2 separate regions of the Lactuca sativa genome follow, and region 2 is linked to region 1. The links are chromatin contacts, called in public Hi-C maps. All regions are on one chromosome and are shown on one strand. The core of a region is the stretch at or near the end of the contact, and the rest is flanking DNA. Distances in the headings are between cores, read along the strand shown.

Region 1 (7,609 bases), core at 2,842-5,341:
CATTTTTGTAATAAATACTATATGTGTTCCTATATTAGTCCTAGATATTATCTTTGCTTCTATTACATGGTCACCCATTGCTAGTAGCCTTGTTCCACTACACAAACCACATTTCTGATCAATATTTATTAATAACATATCTGGAACACCGAATTTTAATACCAACTTATAAATTGAAAAACCTAAAGATTTAATACCATTTAGAACATTAGACGAGTATACACTTTCATCAAAGTCATCGTAAAACATAATTTGAATGTCTAAGACTATTTGAACTTAAGTATTCTTTTTAGCTTCCAAAAATAGTGATAACAAACGATCGTTTATTTCTTGAACGACTTCATTTTTCGATGCAAATATTTTCATTACTTGAGAAAAAATCAGATTCATAGCATTTTGAAGAATTGAAGGATATAAAAATCTACTACAATAATAAATACCATTTTCTGCCCCTTGTCATTTTTCAAAATTATATTTTTTTCACACCCTTTCTAAAAATAACACATCATCTTTTTTGACTTGTCATTTTCTTAAATTCTTTTATATTTTTTAACTAATAAAATTGATAGGCATTTAATTAGAAATCAATTAACTAATTATAATGCTCAAATCACACGGTTTTCAATCCAAATTGTTTTGTTTGAAGCACAATTTAAGATCCAAAGTATCCATATCAATTCTTACCCATTTTGACAATTCGAAATTGTTCTTACCCATTTTGACAATTCAAATTGCTACTCGATAAACCAACTTAATTAATATACATTACATGAGTTTAAATTTGATTTAAAAGTGAAAAATAAAATTTATAGAAAAGAAACCTAAATAATATTTGGAATAAATAGTTACAAAAGGCTTCATTTCCTTATGATAATATAATGTATATTATGAAACTTTAGAAAAAGTAACTTAGACCCCGTTTGATACGCATATTTCTAAGTCCAAACAGATCTTTCTGGCTGAATGGACTGGAAAGACTGTTTGATTTGCACAAAAAAGGAGGTCTTTCCCGGTAAGATATATCTTTCCCATAAAGCCTCAAAATCATATCTTTCTGGCTGAATAGGCTGGAAAGACAATTATGCATCAAACCCTGCCTCTTTCTTTCTTTCTTGGATTATTAATTTTTTTTTAAATAACTTTTTTTAATTTTTTTTTAGTTATTACTTTTTTTTCATCATTCGGCACAGTAAATTAGATGTACAATCAAACAACATAGTTTCTTTCCCAGTCATAAAACTTTCCTAGACAACATTTTACCAAACAGCACTTTCCCAGACATAAACTATCAAACGGGACCTTACTTTAGCTTGAAAATGTTTCCACCAATTCAAAGTAAAAGTAAACATTACGGTTATAGAATACAAACCAACAACCCAACCTCTTGTACTACCGATTCCATTAAAAGTTTACGCAACTATCTTATGCATTTAGCTCTCAAATGAAATAGAATTTGTATGTTGTCATATGACATTTACATTATACTTTTGTAAAATCTACTCAAAATACAAACATGCTTAACATTGTTTCTTTATAATAGGCATGCACTTACATTTCAATACATAAACGTCATTTGTGAATGTCATTTTTGACTTGAATCAATCTTTGTATAAATTCCTTAGGAAGCAAACACCTCCATGCACACACACACAACCACCCTTCTCAAGAAATTCTTCTAACCATGCACGGCCCAACTTTTAAAGATTACATAGTATAAAGAAAATTAAACCTACAGTAGCAGTTTTTTATCGCTTAAAAACATTATCAGAAAGAATATAGTTGATACCACATACATATATCCCAACACATAAGACATGAACTACCATCCATATTGATTCCAGAATCATTGTCATATTCACTTAAACTGATGTCCCAATCCTTCTCGTTTGCAATACCAGTGTCAAAAATTACACAAAAACCCACAAAAAAACATAAATAACCCATAACTAAAAAAGCCATAAATCGCAGTATGTGATGCACTTTGATACCAACGGTTTTGCGGTTTATGTGCGGTTTGATAAGAAAGTTAACCTTATTACTTTTATTCGTATCATTTAATTTTAGATTCGATAATATTTGAATATGTAATATATGTAATTATGTTTGGCAATTTATTCCTAGAGTTTGCTCTCTGGTTTGTATATGTTTGACTTTCCTTTTGTTTTTTGTGCTATGACGACAAACATGAAGAAAAACAATATAAAACACAAAACTAAATTGATTAAACAATATTTGCATTTGGATTAAAATAATTTATGCAATGGTAGATTAAAAAATGGGAAAATGACACAAATGTCCTACGAACTTTATAGGGTTGGTCCATTTAGTCTTTAAAGTATTTTCGTTGTATTATGAGGAAACAAAGCGTGAAAAACCTGTATTTTTAGTCCCTGTTACCTAAATTAACAGGTAGAGATTCCACATGGAAAGATAAAAACTATTTTTACTAGTTTTAAAAGCCAAGTCAACCAAATAGTCAAACTTAAAAGCCAAGTCACTTCACAATTCATCGACGAATTTATATGCAATTGGAAGTCTTTTAGAATTGGGCGTTTTATCTGTGATTTTGAGATGGCTCTACACTTAAGCATGACATTTCCTGAAACATAGAAAATTATAATCTCTATCGTTTTATATGTTTCATCTTGAACAAGCAGAGTGTTTTTGCAACTCTGAAGTACTTAATCTTGGAGATAGTAGTACCTTAGTTCAAGTTTAGCAATTCCACGCTTGAAGAAATTGGAAGCAACGTGAGCGAAAGCACATCTAAATTCGTTCAATTTTGCAACTTTAAAGTTGATCACATCGGGAAATGTAATCCTTGTGCTCCGTTCTAATGGTCAAAATCTGGGAAGATGATAAGGTGAAGTTTAGTTTCAGTATCGAAGTTAATATTGCAACATTGGTAAACCCGATGTTAAGTTTCACTCCTTAATTGATACTGAAATCAAACTTTTAAGAAGCTATTTCGATTTCAGATTTTCATTACTAGGTTTAAAACCAGAAACCATTCGACATTTAGAACATATGATTTGGATTAGACGTTAGAAGTGTGAAGATTAACAGAAAGAGCAGGAACCAAATCCGTATATAGACAAGAAATCCAGTAGCGTTGGAGAAAAGAATGTGCTTATTTTCGACCTTGGTGTTGTTTTCGCCATAGATCTGATGGATGTTGATTGTTGATGTTTCAGTGATGCATTTGTGCAAGACGAAATGAAGCACTTGGAAGAAGATTTTTTTTCCATGGATTTGGTGGATGTTGATTGTTGATGGCATGTGCAGCAACATGAGGAGACTCGTATGGATTTGAATGGGAAATGTGAATTCGGGTTATTTAAAAGATGGTGTGTATAGTGATGGAAAAGAAAAAGAAATTGGAGAGTATGAAAAGTGTCGATGATGATAAAGTGGTGAGTAAAGAGGGGAAAAAGGGAATATGACTTATTAAGGTAATTAACTTTTCGGTATGTTTACATCTGGGTAGCTATCTTTTTTTTGTACACATATAGGTAACAAACTTGTTGGAAGTGTTCACATCTTACCATTATGACCTGCTATAGCAGGTTAAATCCTAGATGTGAACGCTTTCAACAAGTTCGTTACCTATATGTGTACAAAAAAAATAATTACCCAAATATGAACAAAACGAAAAGTAAAAATTAAATTACACGAATGGTCCCTGTGGTTTGGGGGAATTTGTGTTTTTGGTTCCTAACTTATTTTTTTAACTTGGATGTTCCCTACTGTTTATTTTTGTTGCGCGTTTGGTCCCTGTCTTACCTAAAAAGACTATTGTGCCCTTATTAATTTATTTTTGAATTAATTTTCTTATTTATGTATTTATTTTTTTACATATTTAAAAAAATTAATAGACCACACATATTTGTATCTCCTCGGATGATCCCTACTATTTTTTTTAATTAATTTAATTTTTTACTCGGATGGTCCATACTGTTTAATTTTGTTACGAACTTGGTCTCTGTCTTACCTAAAAAGACTATTATGTCCTTATTAATTTTTTTAATTAATGTTCTTGTTTATGTACTTATGCTTTATATATTTAAGAAAAATTAGTAGACCCCTCATATATGTATCTCCTCACCATCTCATTTTTCATCCTTCTCAACTTCTATTTATTTTCCATCTTTAGTGATATCGACGTCTTCATCATCACTTCTTTTTTTCGGTCCTTCAACTCCATCGAATCAACACCACAATCCACTAAAGATGAAGAGACAGTAGGTTATGGTGTTGGTTCGCCAGAGTTGAAGTACCAAAAAAAGAAGGATGGTGAAGACGTCGATGTTACTAAAGATGGAAAAGAAATAGAAGATGGGGAGGATGAGAGAGATGAGATGGTGACCGGTAAGACCCAAATAAAACTTCTCAAATGTGGTTTCAGATTTACGGTGAGGAGATACATATATGTGGGGTATATTAATTTTTTTTTTATAAAAAATAAATACATAAATAAGAAAATTAATTAAAAAAAATTAATAAGGGAAAAATAGTATTTTTAGGTAAGACAGAGACCAAACGCGTAATAAAAATAAACAGTAGGGATCATCTGAGTTAAAAAAATAAATTAATTAAAAATAAACAGTAGAGATCATCCGAGGAGATACAAATATGTGTGGTCTATTTTTTTTTTTTTAAATATGTAAAAAATAAATACATAAATAAGAAAATTAATTAAAAACTAAATTAATAAGGGCACAATAGTCTTTTTAGGTAAGACATGGACCAAACGTGTAACAAAAATAAACAGTAGGGACCATCTAAGTTAAAAAAATAAGTTAGCGACCAAAAACACAAATTCCCCCAAACCACAGGGACCATTTGTGTAATTTAATTTTTACTTTTCGTTTTGTTCATATTTTGGTAACTATTTTTTTGTATATATCTAGGTAACGAACTTGTTTAAAGTGTTCACATCTAAGATTTAACCTGCTATAGCAGGTCATAATGGTTATATGTGAACACTTCCAACAGGTTTGTTACCTAGATATGTACAAAAAAAAGATAGTTACCCAGATGTGAACATATTGAAAAGTTAATTACCTTAATAAGTCATATTCCCGGGGAAAAAAGGATGAAGAAAGCAAAATAGGAGAAGATGAATAGTACTGGATATTAACAAATGTCTATGTGGCAAAAAGGTAACCAGGTGGCCCCTTCATTTTTTCCAAAACGACGTAATCGACCCAAAAAAATGACTTTGTTACCTCATAAAGCAACGAAAATACTTTAAGGATTAAATGGACCAACCCTAGAAAGTTTTTAGGGCATTTGTGTCATTTTCCTATTAAAACATGCTACAAGAATGAATTAATCATGGTTAAAAAAGTCTCAAATATGGATCACTGCAAATATATCATATTTATGGCTTAACATTTCATTTATAATATATATATATATATATATATATATATATATATATATATATATATATATGGTGCGGTTTGAACCACAGTTTTCTAACTATAAACTGCAAACTGCACCACATAGTGCGGTTTACAAAAAGTACAAATCGCAAACTGCGTCACATAAATCCAAAACCACATTATGCGGTTTGGTGCGATATGGACAATTTGTGCAGTTTGTTGCACCCCCTATCTTGTGTTATAGTGCGAAAGGAACTTATTTTTTTTTCTTGAAGAATTCAGAGACCGACAACAATTTGAAAGCAATTTAAATTTAAAAATTCATGGATGACAAAGATGAAGAGCAAATATATTATCTACCTACGTCCCCTAATTGAAACTCCCAAGCATTTATAACACAATGATGTATAATGTAAAATTATCGAAAAAATCTACTGAGATATACAAAGGCTAATGCAGGAGCAGCTTGTGCTCGAATTTTGTGACTCTTTTTCTTCGACTCAGTCAGCCATTCCTCTGAATTACTCCAGGCTGTATCACTTTAGAGTCCAGGAAGAACACATTATATATTATCCTTCACATACAAGAAAATGTCATGTTGCGAAGATTTAATACAAAATTGATCTTAGATCTATGTCAAAATACAAAAATTAAATATGGGATGATAGAAACTCATTTCTTCTGTATATATTTTAATTGATTTTGATGTGGGTGGTTTTATTAAGATGAGACCATGGTAGATAGGCCATAAATGGGGATAGATGATACCTATGGACGATCAAGAAACAAAGAAGAGAAATACGATTGATGATTTCTTCGATGAAATTTTATCTGTAACTTGTAATTTTTAGTTGATAATATTGAGAATGATTTGGAATTGACCATGTAAAAAAAGAGAATCGAATTAAAAGAAAATCAGACTATTGAATAGAGAATAACCAGGCTATTAAATGATATTAAATAGGTAAAGAAAACAATTTAATTTCAAAATTTTGAATGAAAAAAAATAAAGAAGATAATCCTCCTTAATTAATGAAGGTTTTTTTTGTCACGTGTAAATCTCTCATGAGTTTTGACACTTGTCATTTTGTGGTATTTTTGAAATAAATATTATCCACTTGTCAATGTCAATTTTTGGTTTGTTTCAATTTTTCAATTAAAGTCATATACTTATATATGTAAAATATTAAATATCACATATATGATATTAAATTACAATAAATACATTTCTTCATTTCTTATTTTAAAGTTATACATTAAAAAAAAATTTCTGTTTACACTTTAATGTTTAATTTTTTTTAAAATCAACCCGTATAATATACGGGTCTCACACTTAGTCCTTTCTAATAAATGAAAGTTTTTTTGCCACTTGTCACACTCTCATGCATTATGCCACATGTCATTTTGTCATAATTTTGAGATATTTATTTTCCACTTGTCATTTCCTTCATTTATCATTATTGAATATATACCATTAATTTAGTTTCTATAAATTAGACATACCATAATAAGTATATTAATTTTAAATTTTAAATTTTAAATTTCAAACTTCAATTTTAATTTTAAATAAATTTACAATTGAAACATTTGTATTTAAAATTTTGTTATAATTAACACATGTAATACACGGGTCTGACAACTAAACACATAATTTTAATTTAATTTTTTCATTTTTTTTAATTTATACTTATTTCAAATTTCAAATTCAAATAAAACATTCTGTTTAATCATTTATATTTAACATTTTGTTTTAATCAACTCGTATATTATACAGGTATCACAACTAATAATCTATTAATTGATTTCTAATAAAAGACCTATTATCAAAAGGAAACTTCGTTTTGACGTGTAATATAGATATTAAATAAAATTTGAGAGTATTGGAAGAAACATTTATTGTAGAAAGCCTTAAATGGGAAATAAATAAATGAAAATTACAAGAAATTGTATGTGACAAAATGAAAAAAATCAAAAAGATATTTTTTTATTAGGTTATATATATATATATATATATATATATATATATATATATATATATATATATATATACCCTTAAAAAGATATATAAAAGTTAAAAGATTAATAAATAACTTTTGGTAAATTAAAAGGACCATTTATATAACTTTGATTTTTTAAATAAACTACTCATGGTTATAGTGGCCCAGTTGGATTTGCTAGTAAAAGTTATGGATTGGCATTCGTTTCATTAAATCTGATATAAT
Region 2 (7,609 bases), core at 3,449-5,948, 170 kb after region 1:
AGTGCTTTTGTAATCATGGCACTTAGACTAATACATCTAACTAATAAATGTTGAAGTTAAGCTCCCTTGCTTAAGTATGTAGGAATTGAGAGAAAAAAGTGAGTTATATAAAAAAGAGAGAAATTAAAATAATGTTGTAGAAAGAATTTTGGAGCAATCAAAGTACGAAGATCAAAAGACAAAAAATTCTAAAGACTCAAAAATTGAAGATACCAAAAATCAACCAAAAAGGTGTTGAATTCGAACAAATCAAAGAAAAGATGAATTCAAAGAGCTCCATTGTGATATCAAAGTTGTAATTCTTTCTAGATATTATATATGCGTGGGTAGGTTAACCAAAAATACCTTGAGGTTAAGAAAGATTTCTGACGATGGATTTGGAGGGTTGCAAAAATGAGTTTCATATAAACTAAAGGGTGAAGGTTCATAAGGATTGTGAGTATTTAGGATTGGAAAATTTTTAGGAATTATAGACACAAATATAAGCATTGCGGTCTTGGTGTAATGGTTGGTTTCTAATTGAATTGTATTGTGCAATGTTGGTAATGGAAGTTTAACTTAAAAGATTAATTTTGCTTACGGACAAGCAAAAGATAAGTGTGGGGTATTTTGATATTGTCATATATATATATATATATATATATATATATATATATATATATATATATATATGCGCAATATTTTAATACATTTTAAGTAATATTTTGTTTAATTGCAAAGACATTTGATACTTATTGAATTGAATTATATTTTGCAGCGTGACAAATATTGGAGCTTGGAAGGACTAGAGCTAAAACAAAAGCCTAATGGAGTTCAAAAGAAGAAGATTCTAGCAAAAGACCAAGCTCACGACGTGAGCATAACAATCTCACGACGTGAGGATCAAGATTCTAGAAGATAACTATGCGGAAGCCAAATTCCTTGCCAGACACAGATTCTACTGAGCTCACGACGTGAGATCTTAATTATCATGACATGAGCTACGATTTTATGAAAATTATAAATACCCTTTGCACATTTGAATTGAGAGGTTGGATTAGAGCTATTATAGAGAGATAGTCGATTTTAGAGGCCATAAACCTGCGAAATTCAACTATTTTAAGGAGAAATCATTTGAAATTGAAGATTTGAAGACTAAACACCACATTCGGTTTGCATTGATTTAATCATGTTGAATGAATACCTATGATTTTGTGTGCTTATTTTCTGCCATGATTAGCTAAATATTAGGCTTTAGTAGTTAAATTATTAGCTAAATTCGTTCTATATGTTCGATACCCAACTTACTTTACTATACTATATACTTACTAGGTACACTGCCTATAGGTACATTACTAAATAAGTAGTTAAGTTTATAAATTTAAAGCTAGATAGGTATATTTTTGCACATCGGTAGTTTTGATTATCGGAGCCTTATTGGGAAACGCTTACCATGTGACCGAAACTTTATTTGAATTATTTTCATCAAGTGGATATGGCTGAAGAAGTTCCAGTTATGTGTGTTTCAATGAAACAGAGACATATCAAAGCAAAACATGTTATATATGCACCTTACAACATTTTGTCTGAATGGAATCTCATATTCCAATTATGTCATAATAAAATCTCGAATTCCAAGTCAACCGAAGCAGTAAATTACAATACACACCATATAAATGGAATCTCGTAAGATTTGCATTCTGATTTTGGTTAAAGGATATTAAGGTTAGGCCTTTACTTTTAATTATGTTGTTATAGTCTTCATCTTGGGTTTAAATATTGTTGCTACTTTATCATTTCCGAGTTTTGATTCGGTTTATATTTTGTTTCAGGATCAACTCACTCGGAATAAACAAAGTTGTTTGGAACATGGAGAACATTAGTGTATTCTAGCAACATGTATTCTGTCGGAATATATAAAACGATTATTAGAGATAATATTCTTTTAGAATGGACTAATACTTTTGTTAGATTTTGATGTTTTTTTTAACTATTCTTAGTTTTAATCTTTAAGAATAAATGTAATTTTTAATCATTATTAGTCATATTTTTTTCAGATGTAATTCTTCTTTACAATCTTATTATTTAAAAGTTTATGTAATTAGTGATTCTTAAATAATAAAATTTGTATTGTTTAGAAAATGTTATTCTTGATAATATATGTTGTAGAATTCTTTAAATCATGTTAAATATCTTAAATGGAATTGTATTATGTAAGAATAAAATCGGAAATAGATTTATTGGTTTATTGTTAGCATTCTATCATTCTGACAAAATAAAATCGGTTATTATAAAAAATTACGAATTAAAATTGAATTAATTTAAAAATTCATATTTTTAAAATTAAAATATTTAATTATCCCTTAAAATTTTCTTTTTTTAAAATGGTTTAATTGACCAAAATACCTTTATGGTGAAATTTGTGTGATTATATGGTACATGTTATCCTAATCACTCAGATCATGACCATTAATTATATTCATCCACTGGTTCAAAATTGTCCTTATGACCACACAATAGATGTACAGAATAAATAAACCTAGCCTTACGATTAAGCATGTATTCACTTGAATCCAAGATGATCCCATCGACATCTATTGTCACCTTCTTTTTGGTTTTAGTTATGATAATGTTGTTTCTATTAGGGATTTTAGGTTACAAATCAAATGTACATGCAGAAATTCTCTTAACACTTAAGGGTACATGTAACCTAAAATGGATCTATGTCTTTTTAACCTCTAATAGTAACATACTTATGAAAAACAAAAACTAAACCCTATTAATCGAAATTCATGGTTAAGAATACATACCTTTTGTATATTTAAACAAGCTAATCAAAATCTTCTTGTCTCCTTGGAAAACCTATCTCCAATAATGTGCCAGCCTCTAATGTTTCACACCCACAATTCAAGAAAACCTAAGATTGAGAGGAGAGAGCACTGAGGGAGAGCAAATTTTTGGATTTCACTCTTGGAAAAGGTTAGCCACAAAATTTGTTGCTCCAAGGGTCCTATTTATAATTCAAGTAACTTGTAGATGAATCCAGATTTGAATAATTATATAACAGATTTAATCCCTACTCGAATCATTTCCTTATCTACTATCAAGAGGCTTCTAGAAAACTTAGAACATCACATAAGAATACGTGTCATTACATCAGTTAATCTTCTCAAAGTTCTAACTTATCCTTCTAAAATCTAACATTCACAACTCTATCTAGTCTAAATACACATCAAAATTATACAATATGCAAAGTATGCCTAATGATCTAATCCCATATTTAAACTATATAAGGAGAAAGGATAAGCTACTTATCTGATTCCCAAGGTCAAGTCTCCTGAACTTTTAAACTCTAATAAGTTCTCATATTGGGGATGACATCACCATATTTTAATCATTTGAAAGAATACAAATCTCACAATATAATAACATTAACATAAATACAGAATGCAATGTGTAACATCTAGATTTTCAAACCAAATTTTTCATTTTAAATTTCCATAAAACATAGTTTATAAAAACCAACTCAAGAAATCACAAGTGTCAAATACAAATCATCATAAAAAATATCAGAGTGTCCCAAAAATATATGAAATCAGAAACTATAGGTGAATGTGTACAATCAAGCATTCGATTTCGCGCGATCATCAGAAGTACCTGAAACACATGTAATCAACAACTGTAAGTACAAAGTTTGGTGAGTTCCCAAAAAAACTACATACAACACAACATAAAATAAACATCTAGGGGTTATCAACAACCCTGAAGACTACCCAAAGTCTCAGTGGGCAAACAACATGCACTATGAGTTATCAGCAACCATGGAAACTATCTGAAGTCTCTTCACACACACAACAACACATATCACACACACACCCACCCACACACATACATACATATATATATATATATATATATATATATATATATATATATATATATATATATTCTACCACATAGATAAGAATAGTGAGGAGACTCACATTGCACAGATGACTGATAAAACTCACACCCAAACTGTCGGAACTAGAATCTGCCTATTAATTACACTAATTAACCCTAAATAACAATTAAGATAATTAGCCAAAAATAAGATTGTAAATATTCTTAGGTACTCGGAGTATATAAAGCTCTAATCCGTATATGGACTGTAATATAATCCTCTTATATAGCAACGTAAATTTATGATTATATGCCTGATGGTTGAATGATACGTTGAAAACAATAAAATTATAAATATTCATAATAAGAATGCATATCACGAATGTTATCAAACCCCATTAGGTGAAGACTAGAAGATCATCTTAAATTATCTTAAATTATATACACAAAGAATTATCTAATATCGTTAAAAATTATCGATTTTTTATATCGCTACAAAAAGATTAAAGTTCAGAAAAATATTCTCATAAAATTATACTACCATGATATTTTTATGAATAAATCAAATTGTTTTTCATCCTAATCTGTCTTATATTTGGTAAACCTAAATTAAAAGAAAAAGAGAAAAAGGAAAAAAGGAAAAGAAAAAAGGAAAAGCACATTTGAAGAAGAAATTTAAGAATGGGAAACAACTTTGAGTAGCAAGTGTGACTTGAGCCATTAGATTCTATTTTTAATTTTTTAAGCACCTAAAGATGCTTTTATTTAATTACATAATAAAAATTTTACACTTAGCCCCCTCCCCCTTCACTCCTCAAATACCGCCCACCACCAACACACCCATTTCACCTTTCTCCGTCTCTCTCTCCCAATTATCACAACTGAAGCTCCGGTCGCACTCATGGGAAGTTACTTCGGCGCCGGAGAATGCTTCTTTGAACAACAGAAGCCGGCCGACTTCATCACCGGAGGCAATCAGTTCACCATTGATGACTTGCTCCTTGATTTTCCTAACGACGAAGATGTCGTCATGAACGAGGCTTATTACGAGAGTTTTAATTCTAATTCAGCTGATTTCTCCAGCTCAAATTCCTCTATCTCCGGCAGCGAACCTCAGTTATCCGGAAATATCAGCTCCTATAGCCTCTCCGACTCTCAATTCTCCGGTGGTGAACTTTGTTTACCGGTAAGTTCAATTCCACCTCCATAATCTCAAGCTCAATTTCCGTTTCTGTTTCGATTTCGTGTTATTATGAAAACTCGAACAAACTCTAATGAATTCATGTGTTGAATTTGAATTATGCAGTATGATGATTTAGCAGAGCTGGAATGGTTATCGAGTTTCACAGAGGAATCATTCTCGAGCGACGACTTACATAATCTGCAATTAATCTCCGCCGCAAACAAAGCACCCGCCACCGCCACCGCTACCGCCACCGACACCTCATCTTCCGAGACGACTCGCGAATACCAACACAAAACCACAGGTCCTAACAGAATTAACTCACCGATATTTCAAACCAACGTTTTGGTCCCCGGTAAAGTTCGTAGCAAACGATCACGCGCCGCTCCCTGCGATTGGTCCTCACGCCTCCTTCTCCTCAAATCGTCAACGACCGACATTAACAAGCCGGAAACCACCCACCGTTCCGATAACTCTCTCCGAAGATGCCTGCATTGCGGTTCCGACACAACACCGCAGTGGCGGAGGGGTCCAATGGGTCCTAAAACGTTATGCAACGCATGTGGAGTCCGTTACAAATCCGGTCGGTTAGTCCCGGAGTATCGCCCCGCCGCTAGCCCCTCGTTTGTTCCGGCGAAACACTCAAACTCTCACCGGAAAGTAATGGAGCTCCGACGACAAGTGGAACTTCAAAATTCACAGCAACAATTGGTGAACCATATCTCAAATTTTGATGGGTGTAACGCCGGCGATGATTACTTGATTCATCGCCAAATCGGGCCAAGTTTCATGCATATGATCTAATCAACACCATCATCATCATCCTCATCATCACCATCATCATCATCATCATCTTAATCATAATCATGAACCAATTTTACGTATTAGTAGTGATTTTAGCGTTAAGATTAGTCTCTTCCAAGAAGAATATGATCTCAATCAAAGAGAAAACAGATAACATGATGAATTCATTGTAGAATTTTGTAATCAGATTTACTAATCGTTGATTTTATCAATTGAATGAAAGTTTCGTTGATTTTAAATATGAATATGAATTGTTTTTATAGATTTTATAATTTTAGTGTGTTGTGTGTTGTGTGGGGTTTAACACAGTAAAAATGCGAATGGTGGAATAGTAACGTAAGCGGCATGGTCCATCGTTGTGCACTCAATGCCACATGCAACCGCTCAAACTTTTATATCAAAGTCTTATCTGTTATCAACTTATCATATTTCATTTTCCAAGATTTTTTTTTTTTTTTTAAATTTTGGCTTCGATTTATGAAATTACATTATTACCCTTTAACCCAACCAAAAATGTTCTTATGATTTGTCTCTTGATCATTATGGTTGAGACTTGAGACCTTTGTTTCATTTAAAAATCAAGACTTTGATTTTAAGCAAATATGTAATGATGAAAATCAAGTTTTACTTGACTTGTAGGTTTCATCCTCTTTTTCTTTTAAGTTTTTTGTTCAAGTTGTTTGATGAAATTGAAGATTTTATATGTTTTTCAATATATTTACATAAGAGAGCTAATTTGTACAAAGTAATTTTTGTTATAAACAATAATTTATGTTTTAGATGGGTTGTACAATATGTAAAAAAATCATAACCTTGTTGTATATATATGGCAATAAATTGTCCGAATTAACTTCTTTTATATAATCGTTGTCGTCCTATAAAACTCATAACAAGTTTAACAATTATAGGGATAACTTGCACATGACTATTGGGATCAATGACTTTATGTTGATATTTTTTTTTTCAAACTTTGATATTTTTATTTATAAGTTTACCAATTTTACCTCTAATGATATTTGTTTTAAAGATTTTTTGATTTAACTATATAGTTTTGCGTTCTTTAGAACGTTTCTTTCCTACCATTACCAAACAGTTGTCCTAAATCAAATGAAAGAAGCCTCATTAATTAGTGAAGAACTCTTTAGGCTCAAGTAAACTTTTGTATTTTACTTTATTATTTTTTAATTTTCCAAATGTTTTGATTCTTTTAGCTTTTTGAAATGACAATGTTAACCCAAACAAGGACATGATAATTAGGAAAAATGGTAATAAAACACGCAAATTATAAAGCTATGTTACATTTTACACTTTCGAAAGATGGAGAAAAAATGGTCGATAAATTTAGAAAAAGAAAAAGAAAAAGGTACTTGAAAGTACAATGTATGTACAATATAATACATGACAAGAGAGTGAGGGGGGCATACGTGCATGTGAAGAAGCACATGGTACAATAATTGAGGTACGTGAAAGAGAAATAAAAAGAACACGAGATCTATTCAAACATTGCTATTTGTCTACCATGTTCCTACTACTATTGCATTATTTTTCTAATACAACAAACAATGCCAAGTTTTCTCACATTTGAATGCCATTATTTATTCTAATTTCTAAGGCTATTTTGGTAATTTACTTTCACTTCTAAGTAGACACTACTAACCAGAATTTATCAACCATCAAATTGGTATTAACATTTTAAAATAGAATTGATTCGGTCGAATCACATAAGCTTCATGTGCAATCCATTAAATTTAGGTCCAAATT

Evidence for each region. A called contact is a pair of places that touch in the nucleus more often than the background predicts.
Region 2: a contact with region 1 is called in a Hi-C map of leaf, with 5 times the contacts expected there. The contact joins the promoter of LOC111907925 here to the promoter of LOC128133554 in region 1. A contact is called at or near these places in 2 of 4 Hi-C or Micro-C datasets (both in leaf).

Annotation. Positions count from the first base shown.
Region 1 is chr4:180,886,100-180,893,708 of Lsat_Salinas_v11, forward strand. LOC128133554 (histone H2A.Z-specific chaperone CHZ1-like) reads left to right here and starts at 4,092. Exons shown (of 2, transcript XM_052771039.1): 1 at 4,092-4,368. The coding sequence starts at 4,092.
Region 2 is chr4:181,055,948-181,063,556 of Lsat_Salinas_v11, forward strand. LOC111907925 (GATA transcription factor 9) reads left to right here and starts at 4,699. Exons shown (of 2, transcript XM_023903731.3): 1 at 4,699-5,047; 2 at 5,168-6,093. The coding sequence starts at 4,763. The coding sequence ends at 5,848.